2 separate regions of the Acanthopagrus latus genome follow, and region 2 is linked to region 1. Evidence: chromatin contacts called from public Hi-C data. All regions are on one chromosome and are shown on one strand. The core of a region is the stretch at or near the end of the contact, and the rest is flanking DNA. Distances in the headings are between cores, read along the strand shown.

Evidence for each region. A called contact is a pair of places that touch in the nucleus more often than the background predicts.
Region 2: a contact with region 1 is called in a Hi-C map of muscle, with 7 times the contacts expected there. The contact joins the promoter of lsg1 here to the promoter of xxylt1 in region 1. A contact is called at or near these places in 3 of 4 Hi-C or Micro-C datasets (all in muscle).

Annotation. Positions count from the first base shown.
Region 1 is chr11:16,894,654-16,901,839 of fAcaLat1.1, reverse strand. It overlaps xxylt1 (xyloside xylosyltransferase 1), which reads right to left and starts at 4,526. Exons shown (of 5, transcript XM_037115418.1): 1 at 4,029-4,526; 2 at 1,593-2,223. The coding sequence starts at 2,132. LOC119029061 (serine/arginine-rich splicing factor 11-like) reads left to right here and starts at 5,600. Exons shown (of 12, transcript XM_037115603.1): 1 at 5,600-5,966. The coding sequence starts at 5,845.
Region 2 is chr11:17,028,962-17,036,147 of fAcaLat1.1, reverse strand. lsg1 (large subunit GTPase 1 homolog) reads right to left here and starts at 4,761. Exons shown (of 14, transcript XM_037115793.1): 1 at 4,349-4,761; 2 at 3,669-3,795; 3 at 3,156-3,276; 4 at 2,974-3,060; 5 at 2,738-2,824; 6 at 2,584-2,644; 7 at 2,255-2,431; 8 at 1,328-1,690; 9 at 966-1,067; 10 at 709-852; 11 at 260-383; 12 at 1-78. The coding sequence starts at 4,447. It overlaps fam43a (protein FAM43A), which reads left to right and starts at 6,137. Exons shown (of 2, transcript XM_037116037.1): 1 at 6,137-6,273; 2 at 6,387-7,186. The coding sequence starts at 6,422.

The DNA.
Region 1 (7,186 bases), core at 3,277-5,776:
GCTGGTGAGTAATAGACACTTCAGTGTAGCAGTGCAGATAGACCAGCCCTCTGTAATAGGATTTTTACAGGCATTTAGTGTCATTGTTTGGGAGCGAGATGAAAGAACGACATGCACCAAAAGTCCCAGAACAGCTCGTGGTACGCACCCAATAGCCCACAAATATGTTTCGAGATACCTTTGTCAGTCACAATTGTTTAATACTTTAAATTCAAGGAACCCTTAACATTAAAGCCTGACAAATACTGGAATTTTGATGATGATACAGTGTATATCAATTTAAAACATTTAAAAATTGAATGCAGGGCTCAAGACTTTTTTTTATACTATAATTTAATTAGCATGAACACACAACCTTGATATGGATCCTTTAGATTCATTTGCTTAAGGAATTTTGATGAAGCTGCTCACTGAGTGAACATTTTCCCAATGTGTCTTTGGACAAACTATGTAATAGTGACACTTCTTCTAAATTACTTTAAGCCTAGTTACTTATCAACTGAGATACACATCAGTACAGATTAATCTGCAAAAAGCCAATAATGACCCCACAGATTTGTCATCTGGCTCAAATAAGAAAATCATTTTAAAAAATAAAATCCACTCCAGTATGCGAAGTACACTTCAGTTGCAATGCACTGCACAATATCAACACTGTATCTCCACAGTAACAATCTGCTTCTAAGTTATGCCTTTTCTGGCAGATTAAGTAATATTACCAACAATGTAACATCAATCAATCAATTATATGTAATATGTCATTCTATGACACCTCAAGACCTTGCCAGCCCTGCCAATACTTTGTTATACCCAAACAAAAGTCCTACAAGTGTGTATCTTGGTTAACAGTTACACAGAGAGCAACTACTAGTATTGACTCAATCACTTGTTACAAGAAGGGGTGGAAGGAGGGATCTCTGCATGCCAATTTTGTCTGACTGCCTTGAGCACCCTGGCAACACAGCTGATCTATTTCATACTGGTGTCTCACAGCACCACCACCACATGTCAGACCTGAACAGTAAACTTGTCCTGTATTTTATATTACACACTTCAGCTGTACTCTCCCGATACTTTGAGCTTACACGGAGTTCAGAGAGTGAAATGAACACAAAGCAATCACACCAACAGGCTCAAAAAACTGCCAAAGATGCCAAGCTGAGCAAACCTCCAACCAATCCAAAGCAGGCAAGGGATCAGCCTGAGCTAATACAGAGCTGCAACATCCACAGCAGATGTTGTCGATGATGAGACATTCCTGAGAGGAACGGTGATGGGGATTTGGAAAGGGATAAGTAATTTGTAAACAAGTTTATGATCTTGTGGTCTGTGTAGAATACAAAGGAGGAAAGACGGGGCAGGACACTGCATTCAACAGAAAGAGCAACAAAGAGGGGACATAATTCTCTGTTTTGGCAGGGAAGACACAGTAGGGGAGGAGGGTATCCCCATTTGTGAGGGACTGATACGGAAGAACAACACTGCCCCCATGAGTTTCAACTTTAAACAGCACCTACAGGTTTAGTGCAGAGGAGACCTCTAGACAACCGAGCTGTGGTACTGTGCAAACACTTTGGGTTCAGACTGCATACCTCATACTTAAACGTTGCATCAAGGAGAAACTCCTGCAGCATCCTCTCTCCCATGTCTTTGCTGGCCGGGTCGCTCACAAAATGAAGCACCAACACCTCTCCTTCCAGGAAGCGTCCGTGTTTAACCATAGACAACATCGCCACCCTGAACTTGTCCTGCAGGCTGCGGCTCTTGTCCACCTTGGTGAACATCATGAGTGCGTGGTAGCGATGGACACCGTCGTCACCGTCCCCCGTCTTGGACCCAAATCCCTTGCTCTCTCCGCCCACATTGCGCTGCTCTTCTCCTTCATGCTCCTCAGATCCAGCAGGTTGTGAGAGCCCAGTGTCCACGGTCAGGTCTGCATCGTTCCTGTTGGTGTTGTGGCTGGCCTGGCTCTGTTTGATCCTCTTTGTGGTGCTGGAGAAGTTCTGCCGCTCTGAGCCAAAGTAGTAAAAAGCTACAACAGCTAGTGCGGCAGCCAGGAGAAGCACAAACTGATAGGACCTGAAAGTACTGATCCTACCCATGATTCTGGCTACCAGTCTGAGGATGCCCATATCTCCCTGCTGGTGTCATGAGAATGGGGGTCAACATTGGAAAATATTCACCATCGGGTGTCCTTTGAGTTATTTTTGGTCCAGCATTTTCCTGTAATAAAAAGGACACTCATTTAGAAACGGTCCACTTAAAAACAACTCCAGGTATTTCTTAGCAAGTGAATTTTATCAAAAAAGTTTTAGGATAGTTTGTCTTTATCTTTTACAGGGCCAGCCACATAGGGCCACACAATATGTGACTGTGTTTGTAGCGTTAAGTCGAAACACTCACTCCAAAACACTCAAGTGCATAACCATGGTAACGCAGCGACGCTGCTGGTTGTGTTTGGTCAACATTTTTTTTTGTTATGTAGCTGCGGCATCCTGTTGAGTCTGCTTGGTAGTGCTGCAATAAATCTGCTCATCGGAATTATTTGCTGAACCAAATAGCATCACACAAATGGCTCCAAATAGAAACACTCAGATGCTCAGGTGAGGAAGAAAGGGAAAATTAAATATTGAGAGAAGGACACAGAATGAATGACTGAATGAATGAATGAATGATTGAATGAATCTGGTAGTTGTCTTGCAAAATTAAAGTGCTTGTTTGAATGAAAGCGAGCAAAGCCATAGTTAAATTAAACCTGGTTTGCTGGCTAGAAACAATAACTGCATTATGCTGATTCTGGGATGTTTTTCATAAGAACAAGTTTGATTTCTTTCCATTAGTTTGTTAATATAAGTCAGGGCTGCAAGCCTCACTTAGAATTTATAAAAGTTGCCAACTTTTCTTGTAACGCTTTTTTATTTTAATACATTGCATACTAAACATCCATACTGTATCATTTGCTTTGTAACTATGTTAAATTGTGTGTAGGTTGTATTTGGACATAGTGGATGGATGCAGTTTAATCTAGATGGCAATGTTCAATGATAAGGCCTTCCAGACTAGATTTTAAAAAACACATAATTGATTTAAGGTGATATATTTACATGGGTGTTATGAAATATTTTCGGAGCAACCTCTGTCGCACTGAGAGCATTTATGATGTCATTTGTTGACAATTTATTTTTCATCCCTATCTAACGTGTGTGCACATGTGGGTTGACCGATATGGCTTGTTCGGGGAATAGTAGAAATCAAGGAGACTAAAAACCGATAACTGGGACCGACATTCATTTGCAGTAAAAATGAAACTCATACCTCCTCTCCACCACGTTTATCTGATACATTTGGTTACTAGGCACTTTGCACATTCAGACTGATCCATGTTTACAATCTATTAATTGTGACGTGTAACAAATCAGATGGTGTTATTGGGGGGACATTTTGCAAGAGGATATTACATCAAAACCAAAGAAGCCCAATTCCGATTTTTATCAGCAGTCTGACAACAAGAAATAATCACTGATACTAGTGATCAGAAAATGCTGAAATATGGCCAGCAACTATTGGCAAGGGTAGATAATCAGTCTAGTGTGTGTGTGTGTGTGTGTGTGTGTGTGTGTCTTCATTCAGGTACAAGCAGTGTCTGGAGGCCACAAAAAAATCTTGTTCAGAAAAAAAATCACTGTGCCTGTCCTGCTGGGTAACCACCCCTCTCTTCCTGTCATTATTCCAGTACCATCATCTTCCGTGACTGGACAGTGTAAAGGTATAAATATGGTATTTTTACACTCGTGCGCCTTTAATGTTTTATGTAGTAACGTTACTTTGACTTGCCAGTAACACTTATCTATCTCTCTATCTCATATTACCTTTAACAAGGTTTTGTCAGAGCTCTGCAGGCAGTGTTTACATACAATTCATGGCAATGTTGGGCCCTAAACACTGATGCTTGTTGTGTGTTGTGTCTAAAATCCCATTGCAATAATGAACATAAAATATCATTCATCTTCTCAGAATAAGGAACTTGCCCGTCTCATGTTGTTGATCTCTGCAGTTGCATCTTGACAGCTTGCTCGGGGGGATTAAGCTGCCCTGAGTTGTTAACGTCAGTAAATCCTCCACTTCATGCAACAGCACGCTAGCAAACGTCACACTGAAATGCACCGACACTGTTAACGCTGCTTGAATTCTCTACAACTGCAATCTCTGCAGTCAGAAACATCGGAGCAACCTGTTGACATGGCCAGCTGCAAACGAGGATGCTAACTTAGCAAGCGACGACTTTGCGCCAAGACGTGTGTCGTTGAGTTGTCCTCCGCTGCTATTTGTTGAACCGGAGCACACAACAGAGCTGTCTGACTGTTTAAGAATACCGACGTGGCTCTGCATGCGTGTGTGCCTGTTAATTTACGACGGTATGTGCACGGCTTTGAGATTTCGAGAAGAAAAAAAACGCCAAAAAAGCCTCTTTGCAGAAACCGCGAGCTAGCAACAAAATACTGTGACGCAACCTTAGCCACACCCACTGTGATGTCAGCCGTATTCCGACCCATGCTGCCTTCTGGTACAGTTGGACAATTGGCAGATCGATTGTTTTTTTGTTTGTTTGTTTTTGTTTTTGAAAACGATTCAGAAACGTGTGGAACTTCGTCATCGATTTCCTTGTTTTTGGTCCGTTCTTTGTCGTAGTTCATTTAGAATAAAGTATAGGAATAGAATAAATGTATTGTCCAGTCGGAGCAGGAATATTGTCTATAGTCTCACCCAAGAAAATACAAACACGAACATGTCTACAGGATTATAAACAAAAACAAGACACATTGCATCAATAAAACAAAGATCTCTAAACTTTACAACTCTCAGTGCATTCATAACCATAATGTTCATCTTACTTTCTGATATAGTTCACTGGAATTGGCTGATTACGTAAATTGTATTTGGGGTGAAGGAGCCCATGTAGATCTTTTTCTTTGCCATGGATAAATATTCTACAGTTTGAATTAAATGTGTATACTTACTCAGCATTTAGGAAGTAACAAAAATGTTTCTGTATGTCAAAGTTCTGATGTCTAAAATCATTCTTTGGAAAACCTGTTAAGATCAGGTGGAGTTGCAGAGATGTATCAGATTGTCAGGTTGTCTCTACAACTGCACTTATACTATATATAGTTTCCATTATTGTTAAAAACAGAAAACATAATAACATAAACACCGAATCATATTCATATACTACGCATATGATGCACACTTTCTCATCTATAACATCATTTTTTCTGTAGCTTGTCCTAACGTATTTCCTTGTATTTTCTTTCATGCCATTTTTATATACTTTCCTGCATTCCAGAAATTACTTTACTGTATTTATTTAATATCCATGTTATATATTGATTGTTAATTTAAACTATTTATTGATGGATAAATATTTCGCTTCTAAATTCTATTTTCCTCTATTTATTGTCCATTAAAATATCAAATGATGAATTACTTTGAAATTAAGTTTTTATTTATGAACCGATTAATACTTTCATTACTATTTCCGCTTCACTTGTTATTTTCCATATTTGCGCGGCTAAATTTCAGAAGTACGAGCTTCAAAACTGCTCGTAAACGCAGCATCTCTGCCTCACGACATTTTGGGCAGCAGCATTGTTGCTCTCCGCTCGCGGCCGTTGTGTTCTCGTCCGCAGCAAATGTCGAACACCTTCCGCCTAAGCTAACAATGCTAGCTTTTGTGTTCGCTTGATGTTCTTTCGGTTGTAAACGTTACCTAGTTCGTCTTTTTTTGTTTTATATTCAGGCACGTTGCTAGCGTAAAGCTAGCTAGCTTGATTAGCACTCGCGAAAATGAATTCCAGCACGCACGTCATTCAGGTGACAAATGTGTCCCCGAGCACAACATCCGAACAAATGAGGACTCTCTTTGGATTCCTCGGAAACATAGAGGAGCTCAAACTGTTCCCACCTGAGTGAGTATTGTGAACTTTCAATGGATAAACCGTTTTCTGTCGCCGGCTCTTACTGAGGCCTGTAGTGTTGAGTAGGCCTCACTGCACGGCATGCTAATGCTAATAATGTTTGCCCGCGCCTTCAGTGAATGCAGCAGCAGCGGTCTGTCACTCCCCTCAGCGGTAACGTTCCTGCGTGAGGGACGTATGATATTATTGATTATTCGCCCGCTGTGTGTTTATGCTAGTCATTTAGCATAAGTTAAATTTAAAACCATTGTGCATTAAACCCAAGCTGTTAGCCGACGAACATGTGGGCAGGTAATTAATCGCAACAGCTTACGCGATTTTTTTAAGGCTACTAGGACTTTAACTAAATATTGGGGGTTGTTTCCTTGTGCTATGTGTATTAATTGTATATGATACGGGTCATTGGTTGGCCTCTAAATGTAAGAAAACAAGGTGGTAATTCTTCAGATAGAAGTAAATGGGGGTGGACAGATGTTGATTATTTAGGGCCAATGCCGATTATTGTAATTGAGGAGACTGAAAACCGATATGTTTAATTGGAAAAGTAATTGGCAGATTAATCAGTAATGTAAATAAATCACTGGACTTCTAGGTGTTAATGCTTATTTCTACCAATTGGAAAAACAAATGACACTACTCTTTTTCCCAAGAAGTTAGGGATATTGGGATATGGATGCATGCATGTGCGTGAAATTAAAGTCAAATGAAATGAGTCCCATCCTTGGGGACACAAAATATTCAAAAAATTAGATATGTCACAAAACAAATAATCAAGTGAAATACTTAAATATCCCAATATCCCAATTGTAATTCAAGTGTTAATTTTGTCAGTGACTTCCTGTTGTGAATGCCCTCATCTTACTTGGGGTGCCACTAAATGACTGCAACACACAGTAGGAAATGATCACTCTCTCCTTTGTATCCACCTCTATTGAGTAACACCTGGCATCTCAGCAGGTAGGATGTGTCAAGGACTGAAACAAGAACTTAATTCAATATTAGTTTCTTGCAGACAACCAGTGGGAATATAGATAGTGATTGATTGTGATATTTGCTCTTCAACAGATTTGTCTAATAAGATACCTTGTTGGTCTCAGAAGAGGACAATATTGTATAGCCCATAATCCATTATTAGTTTAGCTGTCCCTGGGGACACAAAACTCAGTTTGAAGAAGGCATGTTGGCTGTCCTTGTTTGTATTCTTTGCACAA
Region 2 (7,186 bases), core at 3,512-6,011, 130 kb before region 1:
TGACATAATCCTTCAGGATGTACCGGGCTGATCTGGACTGATCGGGCTGGCCATGAGACGTCATGAAGCCTCTCATGTCTGAATTAGAAAGAAACACAATAATAAACTAAATACAATCTTACATAAAAAGTACTTACATAAGAAGGATTAACAAAGCTTTAAATGGAACAGGACGGTTGATCACTCAGTGATTCATTCATTTTTTTGGCCTATTTTTTTATTTATTCTCTATGGAAAAAAAATGTTCTGGCAGTCTCACATCCATAAGCCATCAACAACTCCTCGTAAGTTGGGTGCCGGTCAGGGTCTTCGTCTTCTCGTGGTCGGATGATGTTGATGCCATAGGTGCCCTCTAACACGTGCCGAGGGATCGTCTGACATATGTGACAACTCAGTTAAGGACTGAACTGTTTTTAATTAATGTTGATTATTTGAGTTCATTGCTGTAAACAAGTGAGACAACTCTTTTGTTTGTGCTACAGATCACTATTGCTTTTCCAGCTCCTACTGAAGAAGATAATCTTTTTTTTTTTTTAAATCTCAACTCCCAGTCGCAAGATGTGAGAAATTCCTACTTTCACTTTCTCAAATGTCATGTCATAAAAAAATTGCAAAACTCCTTACACAGCTCCTTTAAAAAGGTCATAAACACCTCTTCCTTATGACTGGATCGTGAAGGTGCTGTGTCAAAAAGCACACAAAGGATATAAGTGAGACTGCAGGTACGTGATCTCTCATCTGGTCGATGGGCAAGATCCCAGAGCAGATCATCTCAGCTTTGGTAGAAACAAAGGAGGGCATCACCAGACCCGGGCAGTCACAGAGGCACAGACCTGGCTCCACGTACAGAGTCTGTGACAATACATGTGAAGAAAAGGAAGCAAGAAAAAAAACACACATTATGTTTTTCTGCTGATGGAAAAAAATACTTGAATTCACATCAGGTTTAAAGTATATTACTGCACCTGAAAGTGCTTAGTGTGTCCCGGAGTGGCTGAAACGGAAACCTTCTTGTTCCTTAGAATAGTGTTGATGGTAGAACTCTTACCAACATTTGGATAACCGACCTGTTGAATTCACACAAAACAGAACAGAGTTATTGCTTTACAATCACTCAAAAACAGTAGACAAAGGCGAAGTGTTTCAGAATTTTCCATTTCAAGACATCTGAGAATATGAACTAGCATCATTTTCAAAGAATGGAAAAACACACAAAAACATTCTGTGTGAAGCATGAACTGTTCTTATTCTGACCAATGCCTGCCAAGTGCAACTGAGTTAGTAGCTCAGAAAACTCTCTTCAATAAAATGCTAATTTTTAACCCACCAGTCCGACTGTCAGTTGTCCATCTTTACATTTCTGCCCGTTGTGAGCAGCCTTAAACACTTCCAGCAGCTCATCCTTATGCAGCAGACGGCTGGAGTTGTAGAAGGTGGCTTCCCCGGATGAACGAGCAGTCCCTTTCTCTTCCTCATGCTCGTCTTCTGAGCAGGTGTACCAGTCCTCCTCTTCTACAGATATCTTCTCCTGCTCCTCTTCCTCTGTACCACTCTCTTCATCCCCCACCTCCTCTTCTGCCTTCACCTCTTCATCTCTGTGTGCCCCCTTTTCGGTCACATCTTCGTTGTCTGGCTGTCCTTCATCTTCTGGCTCGCTTTCTCCAAACTCTGGATCGTCCACTTCCATGCCCTGTGAAAACAGACATTTTGCACTTTGAAGCTAGGGTTTAAAAAGGACTATGGAGGACTGAAACTGTCCAAATCTTTCAGCAAAAAATGTAAAATAAATAGTTGCATAATGTTGCATGATGAAATATAATAGCTTAAAGAAATAAAAAAAACATGGAGAAATATTTTTTTGTGGTAAGGATGCAAAGAGGAAATACAAAAATAAATGCATAAATAAATGTAAAAAATAATTGATAAGGATATTAAAGTAGGTAAATGAATAGAGAAGCAATTTAAACAAAAATGTAAATTCATCTCACATTTGATGAATTAATAATTGCCTTCATTCTATTTTTCTATTTTGTAGAGCCTCTATAAAAGACAGCGAGTTCTGAGATGCTGAAGAACAAGACTATTCACAAACATTTTTCTAAAACATAGTGATAACTTCCACCTCCCCGCGATAAGGGAACATGGATCTATGTGGTTATCTGCTCCCAACAAATGTGATTAAGTGTATTAACACACACATTAAACTTCACAGGTGATGTTCAGAGTACAGCTCCAAAAACATCCGACTGCTCACCTTTTCTTCTGCATCCAGTCTGTTGCCCTCAGCCAGGGCAGACCAGAAAACTGCCCTCAGCCCCTCTTTCTGGAAGTGTCTGGCCCAGGCCCGCCTCTGTTCCCTGGTCAACAGGTCTGCCTTATTCACCAGCAGCATATTTACCTTATGCTTTGACACTTCCTTTACGTACAACTCCTGGAAGCACACAACAGACATATCTTTACAAAACAAAATAAAAGCAAAATGTGAGCTTTTCAACAGCCAGCGTTCACAAGTGGTTTAGAACCTGCGCTCCCCCCCCCAACAGCAATGAATGCAACTCCTCTTTCCCACCAAAGTGTACTCACCAGGTCAGGACATCTGAACAGCAAAGGATTTCTGGCATCAACAATTTGAATGACGACATCACTACAGATAAACATGAAAACAGTTTTGCCTTAAGTATTACACAAGGGGAACGCACTCCTCATTAGAGACTGGTATGGGCTGAAAAGTCTTTACCTCCTCTCGATCACTCTCCACAGTTGTCTCCAGAACTCCAGATTCCTCTCGAATGGGGTGAGAATTAACTTCTGTTCCTCTTCCAGCCTTTACAGGTAACACTTGGAGTTAGATTGCTGACATTGATACCCCTTCACCAATTTAATCAGTTACAAGGACTGTTCTTGATTTTGTAAGCAACTTTTAGACATGCAACAAGAACACAAAGGTGGCTGAGTTTACAGAAGATTACATACTCGGCAAGCTCTCGTCTCCACTCCAAGAAGCTGTCTTTCTCTGCTTGCTGAAGCGCCTCTGGACTGGTGCTCTCATCCCAGTGGGGGCTTAAAATTGGTGGAGAGATATCACAAAAATTAAACCTGCAAAACACACATCGCAGCAGTTCCATTAACTCAATTAACCAGGTCGATTTACTTACCGCCGTGGAATTCTGAGGAAATGCTTGTTCTCTTCATGCAGCGTTGCCAGCCTGGATTTCTCCTCAGCTGTTAACAAACCTGCTCTAGCTTCCACTGGCACAAACTTGATGTTGAGTTTTTCTGGGATAACAAAGCAAGAGGCAGTCAGGGACAGCAGTGAAATCAAAGAGACAGAGGTGCAGTGGATAATGTAGTATTATAAAATAAAATTATATATACATTTTTTGCATGCAAAGCTCTAAAACACAGGAAACATTGTGGATACTGGATGGTAACAGTGCAACTACATACAACACAGCATTAACGTGTACAAAATTTGCTGTGTGCCCACTAGTATTGAAAAGCAAGTTGAAAAGCAAAAATGAGAAAAAAAATAGTGTTGGAGAGAATCGCTTGTATTTGAGCACAGCTTACCATGCTTATTTAGCAGAAATACTGATAACCTCTGGCTACAAATTGCACTTCAAATCAAATTCAAGCACTTTATTTTAAGCAAATTGGGTTTTATTTACCTGCAACAAATTCTGTTCCAGCCAGTTCGGCAGTGGCCAGAAAGTCATCCATGGAGCTCTGTTCTGTCACTGACTGCAGGTTCAGCCTCCCCCAGTCATAGCCATCATTCAGCTCACTGGTGTGGAGCTGCAATTATTTAACATTAATGACGTTAATAACAAACCACACATCAACCCTAGGTTATAGAGGTGCCTCAGGGAAAGGCATCTGCAACACACTGGCTGCTTGAGGAGACATACGATTACTTTGTTGTGTAATGCCCAAATAATCTGATGGTGGTTCCAAAAATTGTCTCACAAGTGGGTAAGTTAGTAGTTCTACTAATATTGAGATTTTACGGCAAAATAATGCCCCTATATAATTCCCCCCCACGCCGAAATTCACAACAGGAACTTATCTATTACGAAAAAGTATTAAGGTATGCATTTCACGTCCGCGATAAGCAAAGCAGCGATAAAATGAAATTTTCTTAATGGAATTTGGTGCGAGCAAAGAACCACACTTTTCAGAACTATTGACAGCTCTGACGAACCCTCCGTGTACGGGAATAGATGAGTGGCAGGTCAAAAATGATCGAAAGGGAACTGGAACTTGGTATCATTATATGAAATGTGAGTTAATTATCTTTTATGGTTTGTTAAAGCGTGTATAATATAAGCTAGTTGGTGCCATGTCATACCCATGAGTCGCCTCTCTTGTTTCCTCGGCCTGCCTGAAGTCTCTCTTTTATCAGAGCTCGGCCCAGTCCGACTCCTCCGCCGGCCTTCTTCTTGCCCATAACTTCTGATGTTGTCACTAAAGTCCTCTGTTAAAATATCTCACAAAATGTAAAACGCTATCTGATGCTAGCTAGAGTCCGTACCCCATGTGCACTGCGTTGTTGTCGCAAGAACCGGAAGTGGGACAAACCAATCGAGTTTCATCTAATCCGGAAGAATCGACGTCAAATACTTAGATATTTATTCACGGCCTTCCTTTAGCTGAATTGGTTGTGAGTTTAATGTAATTTATGAACGTCACATCTACGAATATGAGCTAATGTCTGCTTTCTTCTAAGCAATTTAAACGACGCTGTTATGGTACCGTCCACTTCTCTGTCCAGCTCTCAAAGGCGCTCTGAAGAAAAGAGGACAGCCCTTACATTCGTTCCACATGCCAACGTATAGTCCTGTAACAATCAAACGAGTTATAATACAGTCCACATATAGTTCTGCAGTAAATTAAAATTAGTAAATTAAAAGTAAGTATTGCGCGAAGTAATACGTAACCCGTCCCCCAATTACAAACAACTGATGCAGTGTTGACATAAACCAAAAGATGGCAGCAAAAACCAGCAGTGTATCAGAGTGACTCACCTCCCTTATTTCCACATAAAGCCTACCAATATCATGACCTGACAGACTTTGAAAATATTTTAATACTTTACATCTAAGTTATGTATTTCTCAATTTCATGTAAGATCAAAGCTTGTGTTAATATTGCATTTCGATGTGATACAAAAGTTTTTCAACATAGAAAAGACTCTCACCGGGGAAATTCACCTGTTACAGCAGCTCAACAGTCAAAAGCAGAGGGAAAAATAGTGACCCAGTGACTGATTAAAAAAATGAAACAAGACAAAAACAAGATGAAATAGAATAATAAAAATAAAAAAACAAAATATTAATCTTTAAGACTATTTAGACTCTGTTCCTCTTTCACATGCAGATATGACCAAGGACAACTGCACATGATAATTGCACCCATATTAATGATAATACACACATGGTGTGTAGTAGTATATTAAAAAGGTATACTAAAGACAAAACCCCCCCCCAAAAAACCAACATTACTATTTGAGATTTTTTGTGTTGGTTTAATTTCAGAGGGAGAAACACAGGTTACATTTTTAGTTAATACATTACATGTATAATTAATTGTTTCAAATCTAATTTATCATCGTTTATTGCTTTGATTCTTTTATTCATTGCTATTTTTGCATTACTTGTTTCTCTGTTTCTTCTTCTGTGCTTTTGCTTGTTTTGTCGCTTTTACTCTTATGACTTGTAGTTACTCATATTGACTTTTCATGCTTTTACACGTTCTGTTCTGCCTCCTTGTTTCTACTCACCTTAGACCGTTTTTTTCTGTTATATCGTCTTCCAGAGTCTCCTGCTTTTGCTTGCTTGTCAGTGCTCTTGTTTTTAAAGGAGCTATATAAATACAGTTTATTATCATCATTGGAAAAACTGAGAGAATATGCATGCATATGGTGTTCATTGATACAAAACTCTCACGTTTGCCAGCCAGCCTGTATCTCTCTCTCTCTATACACACACACACACACACACACACACACACACACACACACACACACACACACACACACACACACACACACACACACACACACACACACACACACACACACAGGCTGGCCACAACAGCCACAACAGTTCCGTTCTCATTTGGTTCAGTCCCCCCCACAGTCACACTGAAATGGTTTCTCCCTGTATATAATCTTTGAAGCTCATCTCGCCACAGCAGACTCTTTTGTGCGCTACGTTGAGACAGCAGCGAGGACACCACTATGGACAAGAGGACTTTAGCGGACAAACAGATGAAGTACGTTGTCTTTGCGTTCACTTCCCATAGAGTAGCTCACAAATGACCTGACAGGGAGAGAAACTCCTCTAGGATTTAGTAGTGACCCAAAGTGTATTTCTTTCTTTCTCTAGACTTTGTTGCTGTTGACTGGAAACAGCGAGAAAAAATGCTGCCTTGGAAGAAGAATAAGTTCGACCTGATTGAGGAAGACAAGCAGTCCAAGCAGAAGGGCTATGCGGTGAGCCTCAACTACTCCGTGCTCACGTCCTTCGCCAAGTCCTGCCCGGAGAGCGCGCTCAACAGGGTGGGCAGCATGTTCAAGTCCAAGAGGAAAAAGGTGAAGATCACCAGCGAGGACCCCACGTACACGGTGCTCTACCTGGGCAACGCCACCACCATCCAGTCCAAAGGGGACGGCTGCACGGACGTGGCCGTGAGCAAGATCTGGGGCAAGAGCGAAATGGGCAAGAACGGCACCAAGATGAGGCTGACCATCAGCTCGCAGGGCATCCGGATGGTGCATGTGGACGACAAGGCCAGGAGGCCGGGACACTTGTACTTGCTGCACCGGATAACCTACTGCGTCGCGGACCCGAGGCTCCCCAAGATCTTCGCCTGGATTTACAGGCACGAAATGAAGCACAAGGCCGTGATGCTGCGCTGCCACGCAGTGCTGGTGTCCAAGCCGGAGAAGGCGAAAGCCATGGCGCTGCTGCTGTACCAGACCTCGGCCACAGCCTTGGCCGAGTTTAAGAGACTAAAACGGAGGGACGATGCCCGGCACCAGCAGCAGCAGCTCATAGGGGAGCAGACCATCCCGCTGGTCCCCCTCAGGAAGCTGCTGAACGGACAGTGTTACTACAAACCCCCGGTGGAGCGCAGCCGGAGCGCGCCCAAGCTGGGCTCCATCACGGAGGACTTGGTCGGGGAG